4 separate regions of the Mus musculus genome follow, and all the other regions are linked to region 4. The links are chromatin contacts, called in public promoter capture Hi-C maps. All regions are on one chromosome and are shown on one strand. Each heading gives the region's core, a stretch centred on a gene start, on an enhancer-like site or on the middle of the called end of the contact. The rest is flanking DNA. Distances are from core to core; before and after follow the strand shown. Region 1 holds the start of Tbck (TBC1 domain containing kinase). Region 2 holds the start of Fam241a (family with sequence similarity 241, member A). Region 3 holds the start of Tifa (TRAF-interacting protein with forkhead-associated domain). Region 4 holds the start of Casp6 (caspase 6).

Region 1 (6,454 bases), core at 3,367-5,866, 2.8 Mb before region 4:
GAAATGTGGAAGTGCAGCTGCTGTGGGCTTCACAGTGTTATACTGCCACAGAAGGAGAAGGACATCGAATGTTATCTGTTTACTTAAAGACAAACATCCTTAGGTTGGAAACTAGGTTTTACTCTAAGTCTATACTGTTTCAAAGCCAGTGTTCTTTCAGTTCTTCCCTTCAAAACAGAAAAAAACTTAGTCTTCACCAGAAAGATTAAGCCCGACCAGATCACAGTAATTCTAATAATATTTGCTAAATCAATAAATTAAAGACAACTTTATATTATACAAAGCTCTAATAAAGTAACACATTGTGATGGTTTGTATATGCTCAGCCCAGGAAGTGGCACTATTAGAAGGTGTGGCCCTGTTAGAGTAGGTGTGGCCCAGATTAAAGAAGTGCACCACAGAGCCTGGATCAGGGGCTCCTTTTGTTCTAGGCTGAACTTGAACTCAAGAGATCTCCTTGCCTTAGTCTCCTGGGATTAAAGGCATGTACTACCTTGCCTGGGCCTAAGCTTTTCCTAGCCACTATGCCTCAAGATCTCCGCAACAAGATCCAGGTCAGAAACTTGTGTCTTCCAGCCTCAAGATGAGGATCACAGGTGAGCCCTCCACGTCTGGATTATAGATCATTCCAGATATAGTCAAGCTCACAACTAGCATTAGCCAGTACACATATATTTCAATATCTCTAGGTATATTTATATTATATACATATCTACACCTGTGCACACACATATACATGTGAGTATGAAATACTAATTATAATTATCTACTAGAACTGCTATTTTTATCATTATTTTCCCCACGTCTCTCACTAAGGTCTCTACAAGCACCTAAATTTTCAGCAAGTATACGGTCAAACTTTATCGTCTTAAAGGGACCAAACAGCCTGAATGACGTGGCTATGGCATTATTATATACTGACAGTGACTTCTAGAGGCGTTTATCAAGTAACAATTCATTATTGTAATGTCTTAGTATTCTACTGTTTTGTATTTTCCTCTACGGGATCATGCTCTGCCTCAATTTCCTTATCTATAAAACAACACTGTAACTGTTCCTACCGCACAGTAATATGATAAAGATTATTCATTGCTACAAGTCAGTGATTCTCAACCAGTGGGTTGTGACTTCTTTAGCAAATCTCTTTCTCCAAAAATATTTACATTATGTTTCATAATAGTAGCAAAACTAGTTATTATGTATCAACAAAAATAATTTTATGGTTGAAAATTAGTCAACCATCGTAATGAGAGATATCATAACAAAAGATTATTCTGCTCATAACCTACAAAAACCAAATATTCTCAGAGCAAATACTTTTTCAAAAATGAGCTATCCAATTTCAAGTATAGCTTAGTATGCTTTTTCAGAGAAACAAAGAAAAAGTAAATATTTATGAAGGTCGTCTTCACCATTAGGTAGAAACATATGAAATGTATTTTATAGAAAACATGGCTGAATATCAGAAAGCACAAAGGGTTGACTTTCATGTACTTTTTTATCTCCACATGCTCAGTCCAGTACAAAGAACTCAACGGCACTCAACACTGCTGTCTCAAGGCACACACTTTTCCACTACTTTAGTTCTGTAAAGGCAACTGCAACAGTGAGACAGTAAGAGTCCCTTTCACGTCAAGTCAGTCAAGAGTACTCTGAAGCACAGAGAGCAAGGTCCTGACTGCTTGTCAACAGATACTGACGCAGTATTTTCAAACTGCATCTGGAATTGAGGCAGTGAACATAAAATTCAAAAGAGAAAGATCTTACCATGCTTTCCCCTAGAAATATCCACATATTGGCACAGTCTGGGGTGGGTGATGGTCTTAAGGATTTGAAAGCGACCTAAGATTTTGATGGAATTTGGTGTGAGAGGAAGTCCGTTGCTTCCACAAACATCATGTGGGAGAGCAGAGGCAAAGAAGGTAAAGGCGCCCATCTCAGCATCCTTCAGAGGAAACATTTTGTAGTCTTGGATCCTTTAAGATGATCTACAAAACGAAAGAATTTTATGACACAATGAGCTAACATTAATCCAGTACTTTCTCAATTTAAAATTAAAAGTCGCCGGGCAGTGGTGGCTCACGCCTTTAATCCCAGCACTTGGGAGGCAGAGGCAGGCGGATTTCCGAGTTCGAGGCCAGCCTGGTCTACAGTGAGTTCCAGGACAGCCAGGGCTACACAGAGAAACCCTGTCTCGAAAAAACCAAAAAAAAAAAAAAAAAAAAAAAATTAAAAGTCAACTTGGAAAAACAATACAAAACAACCATGATACTCTGAGAGCAAGTATTTTTAAAAAAGTCAGTTTAAAAATTTAAAGACAATGTTTGAAAGAAAAACACCTAAGCACATGTTTATATTGCAGCTCAAAATCAATTTCAAAGGTTTTCAATAGCGTAAAAAAGAGAAGAGTTAGAAGATTTCATCTTCCCATTCAATTATCCCTGCAACTGAGGAGGGGTGTGCTGTTGCTTTGCTGTTCTGCTTTGTACAGGGTCCTCACCTAGCCCAGGCTGGCCTTGAACTCCTAACCCCCTGCCTTCACCTCCCCGGGACTTGCTTACACACATGCACCACCTTGCAGGGCCACGTAGCCATAGAAGGGGATGCATGCTTTCTCCAAAGAGAAACCAAAAGGCAAAAACAGAGGAAGGGGGTTTGAAAAGGAGAAAGGTTAAAAATATATCTAAACACACAATCTACTAAATCAAGCACACTTACCATTGGAGGGAAAGAATGAACCTGAATTATCTTTGATATTACAAAAAGGTCCATGGTCATGACATTGAGGGAAGGAAAAAATGTGACCTAGCACACTGTGTGGGTTTGCACTGAAAAGTAATTATAAATCCCTACTACCATGAACATTTGTTTTTCTGCACATAGATTAAACAACACACTTAGGAACTATGACTAATTTTGACAATGTATAAGTAAAAGTCCTGCTAAGGAAAAAATGCAGGTGTCCCTAGACTACACTAGGAATTAATGATAGCACTATTTGCTAGACTTCATCAGCTAATTAGTCATAACTTTTTGTTTAAAGATACTACTTGCTTTCAAAACATAAAAAGCCAAGTACTAATAGCCATATGCATTTGATGACTGACCAGGAGAGAAACCCTAGACTGCCTCAATCTGGTTTGACAATTGAAATTAATGTGTGCTCTTTATAATAAAAAGGATATACACATTAGTTCCACCACAGATCGGTTATGCCCATCCTGTTTTTACGAAAAGTTTTGATGCAAACCACTTCATATCCAATGCACACCTCAGACTTGCTCTACAAGAAGCCTGTAGAGCACAAGGCTCCTCTGTTCATTGGGAGCCAAATAAAGTCTCCCATAGGCTTTCAGAATTAATGGACCTGAAAACTTGGTAACACAGGCGAATTTGTTTTCTTGGTGATAAATGGAGAGAGCCAGTGCTATTCTCATCATAATAGAGGAGTCAAAACACATACTCAAAAGTTCATGTGAAAATAGTTATGACCACTATTCTGAATCTTGTCGATACTGTGAGCTAGCTTAAGTCTACTTGAATCTTAACTTCTTATTCAATGAGTAGATGCAAAATTACAGAAAGTTATATCTACATAGCAGGCTTGAAGTCATAGGAAAGGTGAGACATAACCTCAGCATTTTAATATTTAACTTTTACAATGATATATTAGATTTTCCGTTATAGACATTAAATAACATACAACTGAAAAATCAGACAAGTGTTTATGACTCAAAAAGATAAACCACAAGCAAGAAAACAAATTTCAGTATCAGTCTATCTCTCTGGTGTGCATGAAGCTCACGAACAAAAAATTGACACACACACACACACACAGGTGCTCACACTTGGTAACTAGAAGAGAGTGAAAAATGAAAACGATGAAGTCAGAGATTACAAGAGAAAGCCATGTAGGCAGGTAGTTGGCTTGGAAAATTTACTCAGGGAATACTTTGAAACTTCTACGTTAAGTCTGACGTTTCTGTAGCCAGAACACTGAAAACCACAAACATGGCCTGCACCTATAATGAACAAGACACAATGTAAACTCTTAAAGAGATTGGAGATGACTCACGTGAGTCGAAAATGTAGAAGAAGAAGAGGAGGAGGAGGAGAAAAGGGGGGAAAAAAGAGGGGTAGTGGGGAGACGTGGATTTTATCCAGAGTAAAATCGTATTTGCATTTCTAAGACTCGGTGAACTTGGGCTTCAGGGAGAAGGAAGTTTGGAGACAAACACAACAGCAAGCAGCTCCACAGATTGGTTCTATGGGTTCCTGCAGAATGGCCGGGTCACTCACAGTACCTGATTGTCCCACAAGTCCCACCCACTAACGCCAGGCAAGCGGCGACACCAGAATACCTGCCTGAATCTGGGGACGCAGAGATTGGGGGGTTGAGCTCCTAAGCGCGGAAGCTATGCCTGGCAGTGCTTAGTGGGCCGTGTCCTGCATTTCAGGCGCGTCTACAAGAGGCCGCCTAGGGAAGGTGACAGCCGGAGCGACACGCCTCCGTCCGCGCGGGCCTCCCGGGTCCCCGGCTCAGAACCCGAGGGTGAGCGCGCACCTCGCTCCACTGACAGCGCCCAGCACCCCCTCCCCCGCCGCCGCCTCGGGTCGGCCACTGCTCATGACGTCACATCGCCGAGACGCAACCCCGGGGGAAGACCCCAAAACTTCCGGCCGCCTGTCCCTTGCCCAGACAGACAGCCAAATGTAGCGAGTGAGAAAGAAGTGAGGGAAGATCGGAGGGAGGGAGGAAGGAAATGGGAGATGGGAGCTCAGTGTGGTACAGGGAGAGAGCTGGCGCAGGCAGCGGACGGCCGATGAGCGGTGAAACTGTGAAACGCTCAGGCATTTATCAGGGACAGCCTCCTGGGTCCTTTCTCGCTGCCGGGGACTGCGGGAGGCTGGCCCTTCCTTCTCCCGGCTGAGGCTGCTCAAGAGCTGCGGTTGGGTCACCGCTTCATGTGAGTGTCCCGATCCAGAGTTCTTCCCTTTCTCACCCGGGAAAAAGAACCTGACCTTCTGTGTAGTAGTGGGAAGCGCGGTCAAAACCTCCACCCACGTGCCCCCTTTTGATTCAACTTAGTTTGGGCAATGAATACGTGGCCGAGGGAGAGCATGCTACTGGAGGCAGGGGGTGAATGCATTACCTTGTTTCCTTTTAAGTGAGAGTGCAAAGGATTTCCAGTGTTTGTACGTGAGGACGGGTTGAAGAAGGAGATTCCTTGATTTCAACAGATATTAGAAACACCAGCTACCACTATACTCCCGGCAACAGTTTAGTTATTGGGTAAAGATCCATAAACTAAGTAGAAATGACTGTCAACGAAACGGACAAAAATCCCAGTCGTTGCCTCTCGGCTAGGGCTTATTGTTGAAGTACAGCATTAAAAGTAAGGTGAACACTCTGTATTTTAATATTGATATGTTTTACTTATGGGTATGTGTTCATGCCCGAGTGAGTTTTTGTGCAAAACTTGTGTGGAGGTAAACGCGGAGGCTAGAAAGCATCAGACCCCTGGGACCTGGAGTTACCTGTGATTGTGTGCTCCTGTGTAAGTGCTGGGCCCTGAGCTTGGGTTCCCTGCAACAAGCACTAAACGCTTTTTAGTGTTGGCATTTTATACTTAAATATTTTAGATTATAAGTACTGCACAGAAAAGGTATTAAGCCATAAAAAAAAAAAGGTAGATTATTTGACATGGTTGCCAGAGAAGGTTCTCAAGGAAAAGATGGCTTTCTAGGAAGGAGGTGACACAAATAGAATTAACAATAGAGAAAACCTTCAAGAAGTACAGTCAGTCATAAGGCCAAGCCATTGCGAAGGCCATGCAACAGAAACTTACCAAAGTATGAAGGGGTCTGACCAATGCCTGTGGGCTCAGAACTGAGAGAGGGGATTCATGATGCAGACAGAGAGTGTGGGCTAATCAGGGGGAGTGAAAGCCATAGAAGGTTTTCCAAGGCCAAGTAATGTTACCCAGCTTCGTTTTAAGAGGGTTACTCCATAGCCCTCTTAGACTGGGGGCAGAAGTGAGAAAGGAGATCAGTTAGGAGGCTTTTGTTTTACCTCAAAGGGAACATAACAGTGTCTTCAATAAAGGTCCTAAGTGTCCAGTCAGGTCTTGAGTGTGTTTCCCAAATAATGAAAGCATTTAGGCTTTGGGAAACATTTTGAGTGAATTGTGTGAATTTCAGAATGACAAACATAAGTTAAAATCATGGTTTTGCCGTATAATAATTGGATGAATCCAGACAATACATATACTTTCTCCTGGTGTATAAAATGATATCTTACATGGTGGAGAGTAAATGTCAATGTCAAATGTCCATTAGTTATTGTTCTTATTTGCATTCTTGAATTGGAAGTAGGCGTGATGGTGTGGTTGAAGTGATTGGTTAACTTATTTTAAAAATGAAATGATAAAAGATTGTTCACTGTGATAACAGG
Region 2 (6,240 bases), core at 1,441-3,940, 2.0 Mb after region 4:
GGATCAGAGCATAGCTGTTGCACTCTCTGTATTAATGCAAGCATGCAAAGGAGAGACACAAATGTCTTAAGTCCACAGGGTTGGCAGGGAAGGTTAAGGTTCTCTGGGCTGCTACATATGATCCTAGAGTTGTTTTTTTTTTTTCTTTCTTTCTTTCTTTCTTTCTTTCTTTCTTTCTTTCTTTCTTTCTTTCTTTCTTTCTTTCTTTTTTTGGTTTTTCGAGACAGGGTTTCTCTGTATAGCCCTGGCTGTCCTGGAGCTCACTTTGTAGACCAGGCTGGCCTCGAACTCAGAAATCCGCCTGCCTCTGCCTCCCGAGTGCTGGGATTAAAGGCGTGCGCCACCACGCCCGGCGAGTTGGTTTTTCTTAAAGATCATTTATAGGGAACAATAGTCAAGAGAAAAATTCCAAAATTCAAATGAAATGTTGCCATTAGACAAAAAGAATGATAATGTATATAACCAGGAGCCAGTGCCACCCTGTTTGGAAAGAGGGAAGTGTCTAGTGAGAAAAGCTGGGAGGAGAAGAGAGAGTATTTGGTCATATTTACACACACACACCATTACACTCTCTTTCTTGTCCTCCCAGCCTTTCCCACTAAATGCTTTCCTCTTTCTGATTATGTACATACAATATTTATTGCTGTCATCGAAGATTTTAAAGACCTTTAAGACAGACATTAAGCCAGATTCTTTTTTTTTTCTAATTTGTGATGTCCAAAAGCATATTTTTCTTGTCTCTAGGGACGGTGTATGTTTGGCAGAAACCATTAAGAAGGATTTGTGAGATGCTGTTGTAAGAAAGAAACTAGGTTACATTACAAAGTGTAACAGACTGGGTATAAGAAAGGGTGTTTTTGTGAGACACTGAGTACACAGAGAGAGAGAGAGTGTGTGTGTTAGGTGTGAGCAAAAGGGACAAGCTTCTGCCTAGCCCAAACAAAACAAAACCACTTTTTAAAATAAGCCTGTAAGTCCCTGCCTATTTAATTCCTTGGCTGGGCCTAAAGACATTTTGGGTACTAGTCTTTTCTTTTTTTAAGGTTTATTTATTTTATGTATCTGAGTGCTCTATTGCATGTATACCTGCATACCAGGACAGGGCATTGGATTCCATTGCACATGGTGGTGAGCCACCATCTGATTGCTGGGGATAGGACTCAGGATCTCTGAAAGAACAGTCAGTACTGTTAACCGCTGAGCCATCTCTCCAGCCCCTGAAGGCATTTTAAAAGAGGCTTTCCCAAACGAGTTACTCGTCTCTGGGCCTATTTGTTAAATAGGAAATAATTTCCATCGACAGTCTGATATACCAGCTACACCATAACCTTTTCCTCAATGCACGGATTAAAGGAAAGCAAAACCATTCGTTGTTTTACTTTCATGCCCCCCAGTTTACCCTTATATGATGGGCTAGCAAGAAAAAAGAAAAAGAAACTCGATTTCTCTCTCTTACCAGTCGCTGAGAATTTTTAAACCATTTCTAGAAATGCACACTACGGCAGAGAGACCAGGAAATGAGCCCAGGGCTCCCACAAGCCACACACACTAGGAAGCAGAGAGAAATAGGCATGGTCACTCAGAGATGCTTAGGGAGAGGAGGCAAAAGGGGAGGAACAAGCGACAGAGAGCCTGCATTCCTTCCTAGGCACAAGCAGCCAACAGCACACCCAGGCACAGCTGAGCGCCCGCTGCAGCTGGTATGGAGGGATACTGTGTGTTTGGGTGGTCTTTCACACTCCCAGAACCTCTTACATGTGCCCACACCTTCATGCACACAGCTCCCTCTCATATGAGCTTCTTATTCTCAGTTGCCCTCTTCTGTATACCTACATCCTCACACAAACTTTCAACACCTATGATCTCCCACACTGTCCTGTCACAAAAGACTCTGGTATACAGTCTTCCACAATCTGTTGTGTACAGGCACACAATTAGACACAGGCTTTTATAATACTCTATCAGACAGGGTCTCATGCATCTAATGGTCTTTTTCATATAATCTCCTGTAAGCACTTGGTTACAGTCTGTTACAATGTTTCTTACACACACTTTCTCACAACACATAACTTCCTCCTCCTCCTCCTCCTTCTCTCTCTCTCTCTCTCTCTCTCTCACACACACACACACACACACACACTAAACACAACATCTAAGTGTGTGTATGTGTGTGTGTGTATAGTTACTCACACACAATCACACATGGGCTCTCACATGCATTAAAAACCTGTCAGATACAATCTCCCTCATGCACCTATGGCCGATTTCATACATAATCTCCCTCATGTAGTCTGTTACAGTGTTCCTCACCTCTGACACTCTCTCTCTTCCTCTCTCTCTGTCTTTTACACATACACACACACACACACACACACACACACACACACCACAGGATATCTGTCTGTTGTGTACAGATAGTTACAGATACACAATTTCACAGATGTCATATACTTTAATAGGTGTCAGACACATACAACCTCCCTCAGGAGCCTATGGCCTCATTCATAGTTTCATGCACTAACTGGAATAATGCTACACCTCCCTTGGTTCCGCCCCTCCCTGGCCCCGCCCCTCCCAGTACCCTGCCCAACCCACCAGGTCCCGCCTTCATTGGGCCGCGGTCCGCTATGGCCCCGCCCCTCCTCCCGCCCCCGCCCCCGGGGTTCCGCCCCCGAGCTGGGGGTGGGGCGAGCGGCTGACAGGAGGGGCGGGCGGCTCCTGCACTTCTGGCCCCCAGGCCGGCGGGCGCGCTTCTAAGGATTCCCGTGTGCGTCGGGAGTCCCGGTGTGGCCAGCGGCAGCCGTGCGGGCGGCCGGAGTCGGCGGTGGGATGTGCTCGGCCAGGAAGCTGCTGCGGGGCGGCGCCGGCAGCGCCGGCGGGGAGTGCGACGAGGACGGGGCGGCGCCGGCCGGGCGGGTTGAGGAGCCGGAGCACGGGGCGAGCCCGCGGCGCCGGCGGCCGCAGGACGAGGGCGAGCAGGTGAGCGCGGGCGCGCGGGCCGCGGGGTGGCGGCTGGGCACGCGGCGAGCGGTTGACGGGCGGGGCCGGGCTCGGTGGAAATGCCCTCCGGAGCCTCACCTCAAAACCACCCGGCAACTTGCGCTACGTGGGCGCGCCGTGCGCTCGAATTCCGAGCACTGCACGCGCCCTGGACGGGGTGGGCGGACGGCCCGCACAGAGGATCGGGAAGCACGGGTCGGTGCCTAGGTGACACCGGGACTCTCCCAGAGCAAGTTTCACAGCACCACCGAGCAGAGCTGAACTTCATTTTAGAAGTGGAAAGGAAAAAAAAAAAAAGAAAATTGCCTGCTGTGAGCACCAAAGGGAAGGAAGCTTTAGTAACAGACATAATAAGGAAACTGGGTACTTTTAAAGTTCTCAGAATTGGATATCATTGAGAAGACTAAGGGAAATTATAACATCAGATATCTGTAAGACTAGACTAGCAGTTGAATGTAAAGATGGAGTTCTACGTGGGACGATTTTTTTTTTTTTTTTTTTACAGGCAGTACAGTAATTAGCTACTCAAAAATCCCCCAGATACAAAGACCTTTAGAAATCACATAAGTAAGCCTAGACTTCTGGAATCATCAGTTAATAATACCTGTAACTTGTCCTCTAATATCACTAAGTACATTAATAACTAAATACATTAATAAAACCCATTACTTAAGAAACAAAAATAATGCTAATGTGGGCTTGATCACCGTGTAGACAGTAATTATTCATCTATGTGACAATATAGGAGCCAGTGACTGAAGCAAATAAATTGGTAGCTAGGAGATCTTGCTGGTGCCCTTGCGGGCGGTGTTCTTACCAAACTGTACCATGCATGTCTCAATAGAGAAGGTCTTGATTTCCTCTTACTCTTGCTCAACTGGAAAACACAGCCAGCAACTAAAACTCCCTTTCCAAAAGTAAATGTGCAAATGGTTGTAATGGCATATGTGAAATCCTTCCCTTAACCATCTCTGGACCTTAGCAATACAATGACATGGACAGCGCCAGGAACTCTAGTCTTACTGATATTGTTACTAGAACAAGGAAAGGGGATGAAACAAAAAATTAAATATACATTCTAGAGAATAGATACCCTATCACATGCCTGCTTCCTCTATTGTACTATGAAATTTCATTTTCCTGCCTGCTTCTGCATGTTGCTTGTGTCGTTGTAATTTTGCTACATACTTTACCTGTATACTCTTAAGTCCTCACACTCATGGAAAAAAACACACCTGAGATCCTACTATATCAGCACCTGGGAACTTCTTATCAGGAGCTCAGAACTGGTACAGCCCAACTCGATAATGCAGAAAGCAAACTTTTGTGATCAATCGTTTGGCAACAGTATCACAAAGCCTATCATCTAGGGTTTTGTTTTGGTTTTTTTTTTTTTTTTTTTTTTTACAACCTGCAAATGAAATTTAAAAATCCATGCAATGTCACATAGATAGAGCTGTTTTTGTACACATACTATCTGAAGGAGAATTAGAGTTAACAACATAAAACATTCCAAAAAGTCATTTTAATTTTTCATCATGGAGATATTCTCCTGTTCTTCTTTTTGGATTGGTTTTAAGGATACCAGAACTCCAAATTATAAATTGAATAATTCTGGAAAATTCCTTTCTAAACTATTTAAAATTTACACAGAATTTTTCCATAGAAAATCAATGACAGAAACCAAAATGGAAGCAAAACTAGTTAGGTTGAAAGGAGGCAGTGGCCGTTTTCCTGCCGTCTTTCTGCTTAGTGTATTCAGTTGCTTTTCCAGAGCCTCAGCCTCCTAGACATTGAGAGGGAACTGAAGGCCACAGCCCTCTGCAATGCCTTCTTCTCTTGGGCGGGGCCAATGTGGTGGGTTCCAGAATCTGCTTTTTGTCAGTTCCTAATCTTACATGTTCTATCCTGTTCGCTTTCTGTTTCCTTTTCTGATAAGAAGCAGGCTGGGTTAGTTCCCAGCCTACAGTCTCCTCATACATCTCTCCCATCTCTGCCTTTCTTCTGTCTGGAAGGCCCATTCCCTCAACCTGGAAGACTTGTATAAACATGTATCCAAAACTTCTTTTCCCTCTGCCTTGTTGTTGCTAAAACGCCCGATCAGAACGCACCTTCACTTTACGTCCTGAGATTCTGAAACACGGCTGTGGATACAGGTGGTTTATTTGTAACTAACATATTGTCAGCATCATACTTTACAGTTTGTCCTTAGCCGAGACTCCATTTGAGGAAAAGCTAAGCTAGCATTTCAGCCTGAATCCTTTCCCAGGCGGGATGAGTGACAAAAGAGGTCTTGTTAAAATCAAGGATTCCTTAAAAAGGAAGCCTTGAGAAAAAGAAGCTGTGTCCCACGAGAAGTACAAGGCCAGCCTCTAAGAGAGATAAGAATTCTAGAGAAGGAGTAATGTGTGTAGCTATCCAGGGAACCGGGGAGTCTAGACTTAGAGAGCTGTGTCCACATGAATTTGTAATTCTGTTCAGGAGAGATGATCCAAGTCTATGGTTGACAGTGACTGCCTGGTGGTTTTGTGGAAGATGAGTCCCCTGCTGGACGGCTGGAAGGCTAAACCTCTCTAGGTCTTACTCATGTCTGTAATGTCAGTGGCATTTGCTCATATACAACATAGATTACGATTCACGATAACCTGAGATGGCTGTATTTACAGAAAGCATGGGGGCAATCCCATGACTCCCAAATTGACTTTAGAATTATTAATATTAATTTTGTGATTATATACATAATATGTATTTCAGGAATTCTAAAATACATGTGAAGAAAATAAATACTTGTAAGGAATTATTCCAAGTGATACCCTGAAGTCCAGCACTTTGGGGTTACTGTATCTGTTTTGGCTTAAGTACCCATGTATACATCATGCGCTTCAGCCAAGTTTTCTGTCTGATTTTTCCCTTTGTGGGGGGGGGGCTACTCTTTTCTGAAGGGAAAGAAGGAGGAGTGGATCTGGGGGAGCAGGTAGTAGGGTGGGAGGAACTGGGAAGAGAGGAGGGAGAGGAAACTGTGGGATGTAATACATGAGAGGAGAAAGAATAAAAAAGGAAAAGAAAGTGAGCATTATTTCCCCCATATTAGAAAAATCCCATGAAAGAATGACTTTTAGATTTTCCCAGTAGTCCATTCCCCTAACAGTGCACACTTAGGTGACTTCAAACTTTGTTTCATAAATAATACTGTCTAAAAAATATGCGCTAGTAATCATCACACTTCTGTTGATGTTGAAA
Region 3 (6,210 bases), core at 1,805-4,304, 2.1 Mb after region 4:
AAACCCTGCCTCGAAAAAAAAAAAAAAAAAAGAAGAAGAACCACTATTCCAGTCTGAGTGTCAGAGTGTCAGAGGTGAGTCCTTGTGATTCTTGAGGCTATGCTATGTTACTCCACTCTAGGCTGAGAAACTCATTCACCTCTCAGGAGGATGAAATGGCCACAAACTCTGACAGTTAGAAGGGTTTCTGCTTATGGTGCCTTTCCTGTGTCAGGCAGGGTGCTGGGTCCTTTGCTTGTGCCATCCCAGCTCATCTTCAGAATAGCTCCATGAACGACCCCTTTACAGGTGAGAGAGATGGAGCTAGGTAGAATGTAAAGAGTGGGTTCCGCTCCAAAACAAGGTGCCAAGGCCAGGGTCCAGACCCCAAGGCACTGTCTCTTAGCACTCCACAAACTGCCTCCCTTCCAGGGTTCACAGTTATACTTTGCAAACTATAGAAGTTAAGAGAAGGAGGGGGCTCAGATGCATGTGCTATAGCCAGCGAGCTGTGAACCTGGACCCCACACCACTGTTAAGGAGGGAAGTGTGGCTGCCTGCACTGCCTCATAAGAGGATGTGAACCAAAGCATTGGCTTGCTGCAAAAGCTGATCACCCTTACTCCTGCATAGGAGCACAGGCCTACCATTCACTGGCAAGTCTGCTGGTTGGTTGGAGAGTGGAGAAGGCAGATAACTAATCTGTTAACTTCCAGAGGCCCAAGGACCTTCTACAAAGTAGCTTGAACCCTTGGCACTTCAGTATTCAGTAGAAAAACAGAAATGAATAATTAACATAACAAATTTAAGAGTAGTAGTTGTTTTTTGTTTGTTTGTTTGGTTGGTTTTTAAGCCACTGGTGTGTAGAGGCTCAACAAAAGTTTTTTTAATTCTGCTAGTTTTAAATACCAAATACACAGAAGGCCAACAGACTGCAGTAGTAACCATGTTTGTCTTGGGAAGGGGAACCAAAGGGCCAGGAGAAGAGAGATTTCTCAGGGCACACCAGGTACAGGAAGATCTGTTCAAATATCTAACAATTTTTTTTTCTTTACAAAACCCATAAGCCATCATATTTTTGTGGAATAAAATAGAATTAGCGATAGTAAAGTATCATTTGGCAATGCGTGTGTTACACAGTATATTACTCTGTTATCTGACATCACAAAGTTGTCAAACATGAACATCTGGGGAACAGTAATAATCGGTTAACAAAGAAACTATTATAGAACAAGGAAAGAGAGGAAATGAAAAGCTACAGACAGGAGCCAAAGGCATGGCTCTTCACCCCCCCCTACACACACACACACACACACACACACACACACACACACACACACAATTCCTCCAACCCCCCCCCCCCCAACTCTCCAGGCTTAACCCTTTGCGTGCTGGATACCAAGATGCACACACTCACCTGAGAGTCTTCCAGTGGCCACAGCTAGATCAGGACTCCTGAGCCTTGTCTCCTCTCCTGGGAGAAAAAAGAGGGGTCTGTGTCGGTGTGTTAGGTACACCGCAGCACTGACAACCCAGCTGCGCACGCGGGACAAGCTGCTCCTAACTGACCCCTGTGTCCTGTGAAACCAGTGAAGGACTACCGGGCTTTGTTTTTGCACAAGGCTGATTGGTTGCAAATACCACAGATGAGAAGCTACGCAGAGATGTTTTTACTAAAATGAGCCAGGTGTCCAAACGGTTTAAAGGGAAGTTTGCACGGCTCCCCTGGGTAGGGGTCACGCATGCCATCAAGGTTTCTCACGTTTTTAGAATTTGCTGTAAATGGAGGTTCCTCTGAGTCGATATGCTAGCGATTGTGATTACAAGAAGGGAGTTTTTATTTTTGCAAAAAAGCTTCTCTTCTTGACAAACACCCGACACCGAGCTGGCAGAAGGGGAAGAGAAACTTGGAAGAAACAAAAGATAATTTTACTCTCTTGCCCAACTCCCTCAGTTGCCATGGCCCCACCGGGTGTCTTAGAAGACATTTGTCCGCGAATTTTACACCAAAGCAGACCTGCACTGCCGACTCAGCAGCCTTTCTGGTTCCCAATCTTTCAGAGAGAGTGGGGGCAACCAAGTACGGAGAGGAGAGCGTCAGGCAAGCTCAGCGCTTTCCAGCGTTGGCGATTCTCGCTCTGCCCACCCTCCACTTCTTATCCCCACCCCGGCCCCACTCCCCTCCCTGGCCGCGGACCCCCCACGGAGCCTCTCCCAGCAACCGGATGCGAATCCTCTGGGAAAATTGGAAAATCCCGGATCACAACGACGCTGGGCTTTCCTGTGACCCGGCTACGGCCGGGAGGTGGGTCTGGAAGAGGCTTGTGCACTCCGGACTGGGATATTTCCCAAGTTCAATAACAGCATGTGACGGCGGGGGACCGGGATGTCGGCTAGTGAGCCAGAATGCACAAGCGGCATCCTTCTAGTTTCCGATTGGATGAAAAGTTTGCAAGAATAGGAGAGGAAAGACATACACACACACCGCTCCCCTCCCCCAGTATTGTTCGGTTCCTCCCTTATTTTATAAAGATCACGTATTTCATAAGCTTAAGATCGCGCTGGCTATATATTTTTTCAACCTTTCCTTAGTATATAGTGCAAGACTGCCTGTAAACCAAGCCAAGGAGAGAGAGAGCGAGAGCGAGGGAGAGGGAGAGGGAGGGAGGGAGGGAGGGAGGGAGAGAGAGAGAGAGAGAGAGAGAGAGAGAGAGAGAGAGAAGCAGGCAAGCGACAGTCCCCCACTCTCAAGCTAAACAGGTGACCAATAGGTACCTGGGGACTTGGAGGTCCGTGAGTCTTGCGGAGCCTTCTGGTGGAAGCCTGGGGATAGGGGTGGGGGTGGGGGACCGTCGCTGCCAGCGCCGTGGGAGCTCGAGGAATCCGCAGGTCGCTGGTCCTCCCACGCCACCGAGCCTCCCACGGGCGCGCCAAGAGCGGCCTCGCGCGAGTGACCTCGGCAAAGCCCTTGCCGGGAGGAAAGCCCCGCAGAGCCAGGCAAGAGGCTGCCGCCGCCGTCCAGCCCTTTTCCACAGGAAGCCCTGCCCCCTGTCGCCTCTCTGAGGTCTCCTGACTGACCGGGTTTGAGTCGCCGGGCACCCGGGGCGACCGCACCTTCTCCAACAAGAGGCAGCTCTAGATGGCATGTGACCCGGGAGCTGGGCTTTGAGAAGAAAGGAACTGGGTCGGTTCCAGATTAAGAGCTGCTGTGGGGTGGTGGACCAGCAGGCAGTTGGAGGACTCGTTGGGGACCCTAAGAATGTGCGCCTGATCTCGGGCCTTGGGAGGCAGTGGCTACTCTCTGCTCAACCCGAGGCGTGGGGAGCGGATGAGAGTCCAGCCAGACAGGATTGGAACCTTCCTCGGGATGCTGCCACCCTGCGCACAAGCCGTCCAGAAGCCTCCTCACCTGTCACTTCCGGCTAACCAACCTTTCTTCGCCCAACACCTAGTGCTGAGTGGTGACAGGGGCAACAGCCTCGTGAGGGTCTTTCAGAGGACCGACTGGATACCCGGACACTAATTTCCGAAGTTCAAGGAGGTTGGGATGGAAATACAGAAGGCAGCTGTGGAGAGAGGTAGGAGAGGGCTTCTATTTAGGGAGAAGAGCGATGGAGAGCAGAGCGAAGAGAACCAGAGTGACTGTAGAAGTTGCCAAGGATGTTCTAGTTGTCCGTTCCGTCGTCCCCTCTGCTTGGGAACCTGAATAGCAATTCCCACAGTCTTTCCATGGAAACTGTTTATTTGTCTGGACTCTGTCCTTAATGTCAGGGGAGGTAGGTCTTTTTCTGGGACAATAAAATGATGTGGCTTCTGCACTGTTGTCAGTCTACTGGAGGGCCTCCCCCCCCCCCCCAATTCTGCTGGGAAGCCTCGGCTGGGAAAGGACTTAAGTACATTTAAGTGAGGCAGATTCCAGTAAGGGATGTAATTTCGTTGGTTAATGATCAACGTTTATTATTCCTTCTTGGAAGAAGAGACAGCCACGGAATCTTCTTTCGATTGAGCTGTATCAAAGCAGGTACAAGATAAGACATTGCCAAGTGATTGTGCCAAATAAACCCAGGCAATAAAGTAACATAAAAATCGGAGTTTCTGCTCTCAGATCTCTTTCTTGTTAACGGTTTTCTTTTTAGACAAGGTTTTGTCATGTAGCTCAGGCTAGCTTCCAAGTCAAGACCCTTCTGCCTCCTGTGAATCCTAGCGTCATGATTGTGCTCCATCTGAACTCTTTAATCTTCAAAGCTGAGTTGAAGAACATGTGAAAAAAATGTGACGAATAAGGGAGTAATAAAGTGATGGACATGGTCAAAGTGCATTAACACAAGTAGAGAAATAACATAGAAACCTTCACTTTATACTATTAATATTTAAGTAGGGGCTATTAACAACACTGACAGAAGATACAGGTTAAAATTCAGGATGCTAGAGGGCATGCTCTTTATTTTCCAGAACTGTCAGGCATGATTGATCCCAAAGAGACTCTAAGTAAGCATGCAGGTCCACATTAGAATCTAATCTCGGTCACAATTGCTTGACCCTGACAACTAGTTAAAAAATAATGGATCTTAAAACCGAAGATGAGCATGTGATCAGCAAGAATCAGGCAGGAGTGTGCACCTGAGAGAGAGTTCCTCTGCTTCCAGGCCTGAGGGATACTTGGCTGGCGCTGCAGTTACTGGCCTTGGCTTATCTCAGTTCAGATAGCTACAGTATCGCTCCAGTAATCTCCGCTGGCTACACTTCTGGACAAAGACAGAAGGTCCAGAATGAGTAGCCTGAAGCCTCGACTTGGGCAAAAGCCAAACAGAAATGTGCCCTCTTGTTTCTGTAACTTCAGTTTGTGGAGGCTTCTGAAGCCCCCAGAAGACATGCAGGAAATAAATGGTCTTAAGCCTCTCGTTCCTAAATTGGGCTGTCTTTTTTAATTATACCTTATTGTTGTCCATTCCTATGAGACCAGTGAAAGCAGGTTTTTTTTTTCTATGAAAATACCTTCTATTCTCCCGTTCAATTGTCATTTGGAGGCTTACTGCCTCAGTCTGTAACTTAGGCCTTGTCCTGAAAGCTTCTAGCCTCTCTACAATCTTATCTAGGCCTAGAGTGTGTGAAAGCAGTTTTTAAATGAGATTATTTCACAAAGTTACTTCAGATTTTTCTTCTTCTTCTTCTTCTTCTTCTTCTTCTTCTTCTTCTTCTTCTTCTTCTTCTTCTTCTTCTTCTTCTTCTCCTTCTCCTTCTCCTTCTCCTTCTCCTTCTCCTTCTCCTTCTCCTTCTCCTTCTCCTTCTCCTTCTCCTTCTCCTTCTCCTTCTCCTTCTTCTATTCAAGGCCAAATCTTAGGCAGCCCCGTTAGTTAGCTCTGAGAACTGCAAGACCCAGAATGTGCTGCTCTGACAAATGTGCTGAGAAGGGGAAGCAGAAAGAACATGATTAAAACATCCTGCATCAGAAAAACAAAACAAAACAACAACAACAAAACCACCCTTCATCAAAGTGTCAAGAATATTTTTTTTAATCTGCTAAGAACATGACTGTTAGAATTCATATTGGGTTTCTTCTTTTCCTTCCTCTACCTTCTCCTTTTCCTCCTTCTTTCTCCCCTCCCCCTTCTTCATCTTCTATAGTTCCCTTAAAGGAAAAAACAGAACAGAAAACCCCTCTCCCTGTATAGCCCAGCTTGGCCTCAAATTCATGATGTTCTTCCTGCCACAGACTTCCCAGTGCTACTGTGCCCAGTTCTGTGGTTTCCTTTTTTGAAAAGGGACCAAGAGTTCATCTTTTTTTTTTTTTCTGTTTGGTTGTCAGCCATTTCTCCAGCCCACAAATCCATCTTTCCATCAAGATGACCTCCAGGAGTGAGACTCTTTGCACTAGGAGCTGCTCATGGCTGCCAGTGTCTCCTTTCTAGTGGCTTTACTGAAGACCTCAACTGGCTTTTACCCTTAGCCTCCCTTGACTGAGCCAAAGGCTCTGGGTGGTGGGGGTTCATAGGAAGTACACTGAAACTGAGCTGAGCTCTTTATGGCAGTGGATATTCCATGAGCTAAGCCTGAATTGTTTACTAAGTCAAAAACCAGCAGCATCACATATGTTCTCGATACAAAAAGAAGGGTTTCCCCATCATAATGTTGAGTGACTTAGTAGTTAATGTGAAAATAATATCAAATGCATATAACTCCGCACATTTCTATTAATCCTTCAACAATTTGAAATACACAAATTCTATTCCT
Region 4 (7,199 bases), core at 2,664-5,163:
TTGGCCTCCTGAGGGCTGAGATTAAAGGTGTGTGCCACCACACCTTCCTCATTTATTTTACTTTCAACGAAAGTGCAGCAAAGGTGCTCCGCCCCTCAGACCCCAGACCTCTAAGACTCACGGGAAAAAGGGGGAGGTATCCTATGAGTAAATCAACTACAGCGACATTCTGCTCCTCTGGCTTTCAAAATAATAAATGATAAGCAGAAATGGAGACATTCTTATCCGAACACGTGTGCCTTGAGTTAAACAATTCTGTGGTTATAGTTTGAGGGAAACACAGTTGCTTTGGTGTACAGAGCAGGAGCGGAATCATATAGGGGAACTGAGTCCACTCTGTGGTTTACAGTGTTTCCAGCACATGAAATCTACTTAACTGGAAGAGGGCAAGGCCTGCATTGCAAGGCTCAGATTTTGGTTTTCTGAGTCACCTATTTCCAATGAAGACACTGTTAAGGGATCCCTGACTCACTACTGACACCTCACAGCCCTCTGAGCCACCCTTCATTGCATCCTTCCCTACTCTGGGGAGCGCTATCTGACAGGCCTCTCTGTGTTGATCCAGTTGCTCAATGTACACAACGCAGTGTGTTGGTCACTAGCCACCTGTGGCTACGGAGCACCTGAGATGTAACAAGTCCAACAGAGCAGCACAACTTTATTATCACCTCAGTGTCGTTCAGGGAGGCCTCACAGTCATGGGCTCAATGCATTTGTTCCTCCTGGCTCAGCATGTGGAGTAGCTCAGACAGGAAGCACTCACCACCTGGCCCAGCTCCCAATGCCAGTAAATGTAAAGAGACACATTCAGGGCTGGAGAGATGGCTCAGAGGTTAAAAGTACTGACTCCTGAGTTCAATTCCCAGCAACCACATGGTGGCTCACAACCAGCTGTAAGGGGGGATCCAATGCCACCTTCTGAAGACAGCTACAGTGCACTGACATTCATAAAATAAATAAATCTTAAAAAAGAAAAAGAAAAAAGAAAGAGGCACATTCAACAGATGGCATCTGTACTGTCATTGGTTCAATAATCTGTTCTCCTTTGGTTAGTTACCAAATTAAAGGGAGGTGAGAGTTATGGACAAAGAAGAAGGCTAACAGGATACAACTTTGGCAGGGGTCTTTGACGTGGAGTCGATTATTCCCCGCCCCCCGCCTTAAACAGACTTGTTCTAACCTCATGTCAATAGAGCAAAACCACAGCCACCCTGGCGGTGAGGCTGAGTGGGGAGGCGGCTCAGTCCCCTTTAGCCTAGAGTTCACCCAGGCAGCACCATTTCTCAGTGAAGAGTCCAGTCGGGCATTTCCTTGTCCAATAGGTGCTAAGTAGGTTTCCTCCGTCTGCCTCAGAATTGCCAGTGAGTGTTAGAAGGCTGACTCCTGGGTCATGGTGGCTACTGAGACCTACAGAGCCAGAATCCAGGAAGGGACTGCCAACCTGCCTTTGTAGCAAGGCACCTGAGAGCTGCCAAAGTGGCAAGAATGCCAGCCACAGCTTGCCAAGTCCCTTGAAAGCCTTGAAGACCAACTCTGCTCTTCCTATCCAATGAGAAGCTTCAGTGTGGGTTGTCTCACACATCTCCCTCAGCCTAGTCAGGGCCTAAGTAACTGTTCAAGATCTATTAAAAATAACATCCAGTTTCAAGGCTGTCAAATTCACGCCCTCACTAAGGGTTTGTTTAATGTAAAGCTGGGGTCTTTTAATAAAGTTTTGACATGTATTTGTGTATGTGTGGGAGCTGGCAGACACACGCCACAGCTCTGTGGAAGTCAGGTGACAACCTGCAGAAGCAGGTTCCTCTTTCCATAATACGGTCCCAGGTCCCAGGGTTGGTGGCAAGTGCCTTTACCTGCTAAGATCTCTTGCCAGCACTCAACAGTTTTAATATATACTTAATATATGTGTAGGGAAATTACAATAGATAGCCAAGATATCTGTCTTAATTGGGGATTTCATTGATGTAATGAAACACCATGACCAAAAAGGAGTTGGGGAGGAAAGGATTTATTTGGCTTATGCTTCCATGTTCATCGCGAAAGGAAGTCAGGACAGGAACTCAAACAAGGCCGAAATCTGGAGGCAGGAGCTGATGCAGAGGCCGTGGAGGCAGATGGTTTACTGGCTTGCTCAGCCTGCTTTCTTTTAGAGAGAACCCTGGACCACAAGCCCAGTGATGGCCGAACCACAGTGGGCTGGGCCCTCCCACACTGATCACTAACTAAGAGAAAGCCTTACAGGCTTGCCTACAGCCTGATCTTATTGGGCACTTTCTTAACTGAGGCTCCCTCTTCCCAGATGACTTTAGTTTGTGTCAAGTTGACATAAGACTACCCAGCACAACACGGATGCAGGCTTCTCAAGAGAGTCTTGCCTTAGCAAGGGTTCAAAAGCAACGTACCCCAGACTGGCCTCAAATTCACATTCCTTTTGCCGCAGTCTTCAGAGCCTGGCTCACAGCAAAGCAGCTTCAAAGCGTATATGGCACAGCATTTCCCCAAGAGCTGTTCTGTGTTATCTACGCTGACCTTGAACCTGAGACTTTCCGGCCTTGGCCTCTTTTGTAGCAGAGATTAAGATAGCCTATAGGAGGGTTAGAAATGTGTGGTCTCCTCTGTTCTGGTTCTCAAAACTGTACACAGCATTAATCGTCAGTCTTGGCCATGTCTCACTTCTCCTTTACTGTTCGACCCTACAGTAAGCATGGCCTCTGAGCTCCTTAGTTTAATTTGTATAAAATCACTCACCTCTTTTTCTCTTTATGGTACCCTCCAGATAAAGCTATCAGCCACTGTAATTGATTGCATGGGACGGTAGATACTTTATCTTACTACTTCCAAAGCTCAAGAACACAGAACAGGGCCAGTCCTGCCTAAGGTCGGAACCGAAAGCCCGGCACTGGTGGATTACAAAGTCTGTACTACATGTCACCAGGCATTCCACTAAAGGTCACTTTCCAAACTAGTGACCTTCATGAGAATCTACCCATATTCCCTGTCAACCATCTACTTAATAACCTGTAAGAAGTAACTCACCTCCCTAGAACATACTCTGGAAAGGGCACATACACATAGAACTGAACAGGAGAGGAAAGGAATCAAACAAAAGGGTGAGCGGCACGGTGCCCTCCCCCAACCTGGCTTCCCACCCCTCACTACTCATCCCTAAACTGGAGATGACCACTAGACCCTGTGTGTCCAATAGGACCACTCCTGGTAGGACCATGGGGACTTTTACAGTTTTCCTCTGGAATAAGGACAGAAGTTCTGAAATAAAGGCCGTCTCTGATAGACCTTAAAGATTTTTCAGGCTTGACGTCGGTTTTGATAGGCGACAGGAAGCCTGTTCTGAGGGAAGCAAGAACTAGCAGTTTATCACTGTGTGGAGAAAAGTTATTTGGGGCTAACGCGTAGACAGCAACAGGTTTGCTGGCTGCAGAAGACACTGTGGCGGAGGTGCTCGCCCAGGTCTGGCCTTGGTTAGGGGTCTTGAGCCCGGTTACCGCAGGCCTGTGCCCCAAGCCTTGGTCCGCCTCCTCTTCCCACTTTTCAGACAGACGCGAGCAACAAAAACAGGATTCAACTTGCAGAGCCAAGTTCTCCACTACACAGTGCAAGCGCCGCCCTCTAAAGTTTAAACAGCCGGGAAGCAGCGGACGTGAGGACAAAAGCGCTCGGCGGGGTTAGCCTGAGCAAAATACCGCTGCTACGTCCTTCACTGCACAGCGCCGCAAGCCCACTTCTGTCAGTCCTAGCAGTCCCCGGAGGCCACCACCCTTCTCTGCCCCGTGCCCCACGCACGCACGGGTGTCCGCACTTACCTGCCCGCGAGCTCCCACCGGTGTCCTAGCCCTGAGGCCTCCGCTCGTCCACCCGTTTCCTGCCAGCCCCGCCCCGCCTCCTGCCCCGCCCCAGGATCCGCCTCTGCCTCCCCAAGCAACTGGGCCCTTTGTCACCCAGGCAACGCCAGGACGCCACTGCGTCTTCCTCCTGCACAGAGCCTGGCTGTGTGTAAGCATATGTGTATGTGTAAGTGTTGGGGAAGAGGGCACTGCCCGGGGAGCAAGTAGGGCAACTTCACGTCCAGGGTGGTGAACTCAGTGTTGCCGTCCCCGCCCGACAATCGCTCTTCGCCACTTCATCTAGTGCTCAGTTTAGTGTAGAGAGCTTACTCTACAGTCAGAGGGCTTTTTTCCTCATGTTTTTGTTGTTGTTGTTGCTGCTGCTGTTTGGACAGGGCTTTAGACAAAACAAAACGGAGGCAACTCCTGGACTTTCTTCCCACCCCCCAACCCCCTCTCCTCCCTCCTTCCTTCCCTGAGTCTCCTGTAGCTGAGGTCCTGACCTTGATCCTTCAGCCCCCACACTCAGTGCTGTGATAACTGTCTTTGTGCCACTGCACCCAGGACTCTCGCATGCTAGCCTAGCACTCTACCAATTCCTGGATGTTTAAGTCTGGCTTATAAAAGTAGGGGTAGTTTGGCAGTGCATGCATAAATTCTAAGAACGACAGTCTATCTGTAGGTGATGGTGACCATGGCCTTTCCTGTCATATTGTGCCTACTGTGTGCCACCTTGTCATTTAAAAGCAAGCAACTATAGATGATAAAAATTATGTTAAGGTGTTACCAGCTGACTGAGGAGTCTTTTATTACACTACTTAATCATGCGTATATGTGTAGGAAGTGTGTGTGTGTGCATGTGTGTAGGAAGTGTGTGTGTGTGCATGTGTGTACATAAGGGAGGTTCTTTAACAGGGCAGGGCGGGCTCACACATGCGTAGTCTCATGCCTGCTGCAGCAGGCTTTGGGCATCTGCAGGTATCTTTGCACAGCCTTTGGCCTTCACTAGTCTCAATGTCACCATTTCTATTAAAATAAGACAGTGGAAGTCTTGCTGTGTCTTGCTTACTGAATAAACCTTTTTCCTTGCCCCGAAAACATGTCCGAAATTAATTGGGCCCCTCTTGATGGCAAGTAAAGAGGGTTAGGCTTAGTAATATTCAATTGTCTTAATAATGATTTTCTCTGTCATTACGACATGGCATTTCAAGCTTTCCCTCCAGTGGTGGTGACCAGTTAAACCTGCACTCAGAACCGTGCCTTTCATGGGGGAAGCTCAGGGAAAATGGCTGGGAGTTGCTCTCCGTTCTCTTGTTTGGGGAAACAGTGTGGTCTATTTTTATTTTTATTTTTTTACTTATTTAGGTCTCATCATCCCCAGCCCAGCTGCCTAGACCTAGCAGAGAGTGAACTTCAGGGTGTCGACCACCGTCCTGGTTTGAATGGCTTGTCTGACTCCCAAGACTGCCTATGCTTTGGATATGACTTTCATTATTTATCTGAGTCCTGACAATGCATCTCTATCTCACTATATAGGAGCAGGATCCTCGACTGGCTGGCCTTCCACAAATTTGAAAGGAGCAGATAAAAGGGACTGCTTTTCATGCTTTAGTACCTTCTTATCTCAAAACATTGTTATTACTTCTTTCCCCTTTTGATACATGATCTTCCTATATAACTCACACTGGCCTTGAACTTGTGATTATCCTGCCTCACCTTCCAAGTACAAGGATTAAAGATAGGCACAATCACACCTTCCTTATTGTTTCACTTACACACACACACACCCCACACACACACACCTGCACGGTTATTTATGCACATGTTTCCATGTGCCCATAGAGTCCTGAGAAGAAGGACCTTAGAGCAGGAGTTAGAGGTGGCTGTGAGCTGCCCAATTAAACCCACTACAGGGCAGCAAGTATATCTTCTGAGCCATCTCTCCAGACTCCATTAATTTTATAGTCTATGTAATTAAAGGGATTTCATTATTTTGTGCTGTTTTATTTTAATTATTTATTTTGAGGTAGGTCTCCCTTTGTAGCCCAGTCCAGCCTCTAACCCATTATCCTGCCTCAGCCTCCAGAGTGCTGGAGGTATAGCGTGCACATCTAACTGTAATTATGGATTTTGAGGTAACATTTCATCTAACTTGACATTCAATAAATTTTTCATTGGTGGTTTGCAGCCTATTCCTATAACAAATGCCTTAGACAAAGCAACTGAAAAAGAAAAATGTTTACAAAATAAAGCTTAGCTTCAGGGGCTTGGTCTCTGTGGTGGTTTGAATAGACTTGGCTCCCAGGGACTCTATGTGTTTGAATGCCTTAGCCCATAAAAGCAGCACCATTGGGAGGCGTGGCTTTGTGGAAGTGGGTGTGGCTTTGTTGGAGAAAGAGTTGCTAACTGTGGGGAGGAGCTTTGAGGTCTCCTGTGCTCAAGCTATAACCAGCTTGACACACAGCCTCCTTTGCTCCCTGCAGATCTACATATAGAACTTTCCTCCCTCCTCCAGCACCATGTCTGCCTGCACGCCGCCATGCTTCCTGCCTTGGCGATAAAGGACTAAACCTTTGAAACTGTAAGGCAGCCCCAGCTAAATGTTTTTCTTTATAACAGTTGCTCTGATAGCTGGGTGTGGTAGCAGATCTCTGGGAGTTCAAGGCCAGCCTAGTTTACAAAGGAAGCCCAGAATAGCCAGGGCTCTGGGACACAGAGAAACCCTGTCTTGAAACATAAACCAACAAGAAAAGAGTTGCCGAGGTCATGGTTTCTCCTCACAGCAATAAACCCAAACTAAGTCAGTCCAATTGGGTGGCCGATGGTTCTGGGGGCTGAGGCAAAGCAGCACGGCATGGTATGAGTACATGACAGAGGAAGAAGCTCACCTCATGGCAAGCAAAAGGCAGGCAGGGTGGAGAGGGGAGCCCCAGTGTCCATGAACTTCGGTAGTGGCTGGGACTGGGGGCCAAGCCTTTAATACTCAGGCCTTTGATGACATTACAGATCCAAAGCAGAAGCAGGCCTGGGGTAAAGAGCTAAAGGCTCAGGTTCCAGATAGTGACCCACTCCATCCAGTTCTAGCCACGCCCTCTAAACGTTCCACAACCCCAAACAGCACCACTAGCTGTCGACCAAGTGCTCAAATATGAGTTTGTGTTTTCCATCCAAGCTGCAGTAACTTACTTACAAATGACAGATGCGTCACTTTAGACTTTTAAAGCAAGCACTATCAACAGTAAGTGGTTGAGGTCCACTTCCGTGAGTCTGACGCACATTCCTGCCAGACAGCCACTTGTTGGAACCTAGCAAGCTTCCTTCCCTGGAAGGAAGAAGACAAAAAAAACAAAAACAAAA

What was found. Promoter capture Hi-C pulls out the DNA fragments that hold promoters and counts their contacts.
Region 1: a contact with region 4 is called in a promoter capture Hi-C map of pre-B cells, with 5 times the contacts expected there. The contact joins the promoter of Tbck here to the promoter of Casp6 in region 4. A contact is called at or near these places in 2 of 39 promoter capture datasets (liver and pre-B cells).
Region 2: a contact with region 4 is called in a promoter capture Hi-C map of liver, with 3 times the contacts expected there. The contact joins the promoter of Fam241a here to the promoter of Casp6 in region 4. A contact is called at or near these places in 3 of 39 promoter capture datasets (the HPC-7 cell line, liver and pre-B cells) and 1 of 9 other capture datasets (liver).
Region 3: a promoter capture Hi-C map of pre-B cells shows a contact between it and region 4, with 5 times the contacts expected there. The contact joins the promoter of Tifa here to the promoter of Casp6 in region 4. A contact is called at or near these places in 5 of 39 promoter capture datasets (the 3T3-L1 cell line, hippocampal neurons, liver and 1 more) and 1 of 115 datasets of contacts at active chromatin or transcription factors (large pre-B cells).

The regions. Positions count from the first base shown.
Region 1 is chr3:132,682,306-132,688,759 of GRCm38.p6, reverse strand. Tbck (TBC1 domain containing kinase) reads right to left here and starts at 4,616. Exons shown (of 26, transcript NM_001163455.2): 1 at 4,366-4,616; 2 at 1,768-1,988. The coding sequence starts at 1,960. Aimp1 (aminoacyl tRNA synthetase complex-interacting multifunctional protein 1) reads left to right here and starts at 4,881. Exons shown (of 7, transcript NM_007926.2): 1 at 4,881-4,967. The coding sequence starts at 4,966.
Region 2 is chr3:127,892,773-127,899,012 of GRCm38.p6, reverse strand. It overlaps Fam241a (family with sequence similarity 241, member A), which reads left to right and starts at 2,690. Exons shown (of 2, transcript NM_027482.3): 1 at 2,690-2,979. The coding sequence starts at 2,830.
Region 3 is chr3:127,786,716-127,792,925 of GRCm38.p6, reverse strand. It overlaps Tifa (TRAF-interacting protein with forkhead-associated domain), which reads right to left and starts at 3,054. Exons shown (of 3, transcript NM_145133.4): 1 at 2,755-3,054; 2 at 1,397-1,453.
Region 4 is chr3:129,898,129-129,905,327 of GRCm38.p6, reverse strand. It overlaps Casp6 (caspase 6), which reads right to left and starts at 3,913. Exons shown (of 7, transcript NM_009811.4): 1 at 3,822-3,913. Gm46825 (a long non-coding RNA gene) reads left to right here and starts at 3,897. Exons shown (of 3, transcript XR_001783989.2): 1 at 3,897-4,011; 2 at 5,208-6,423.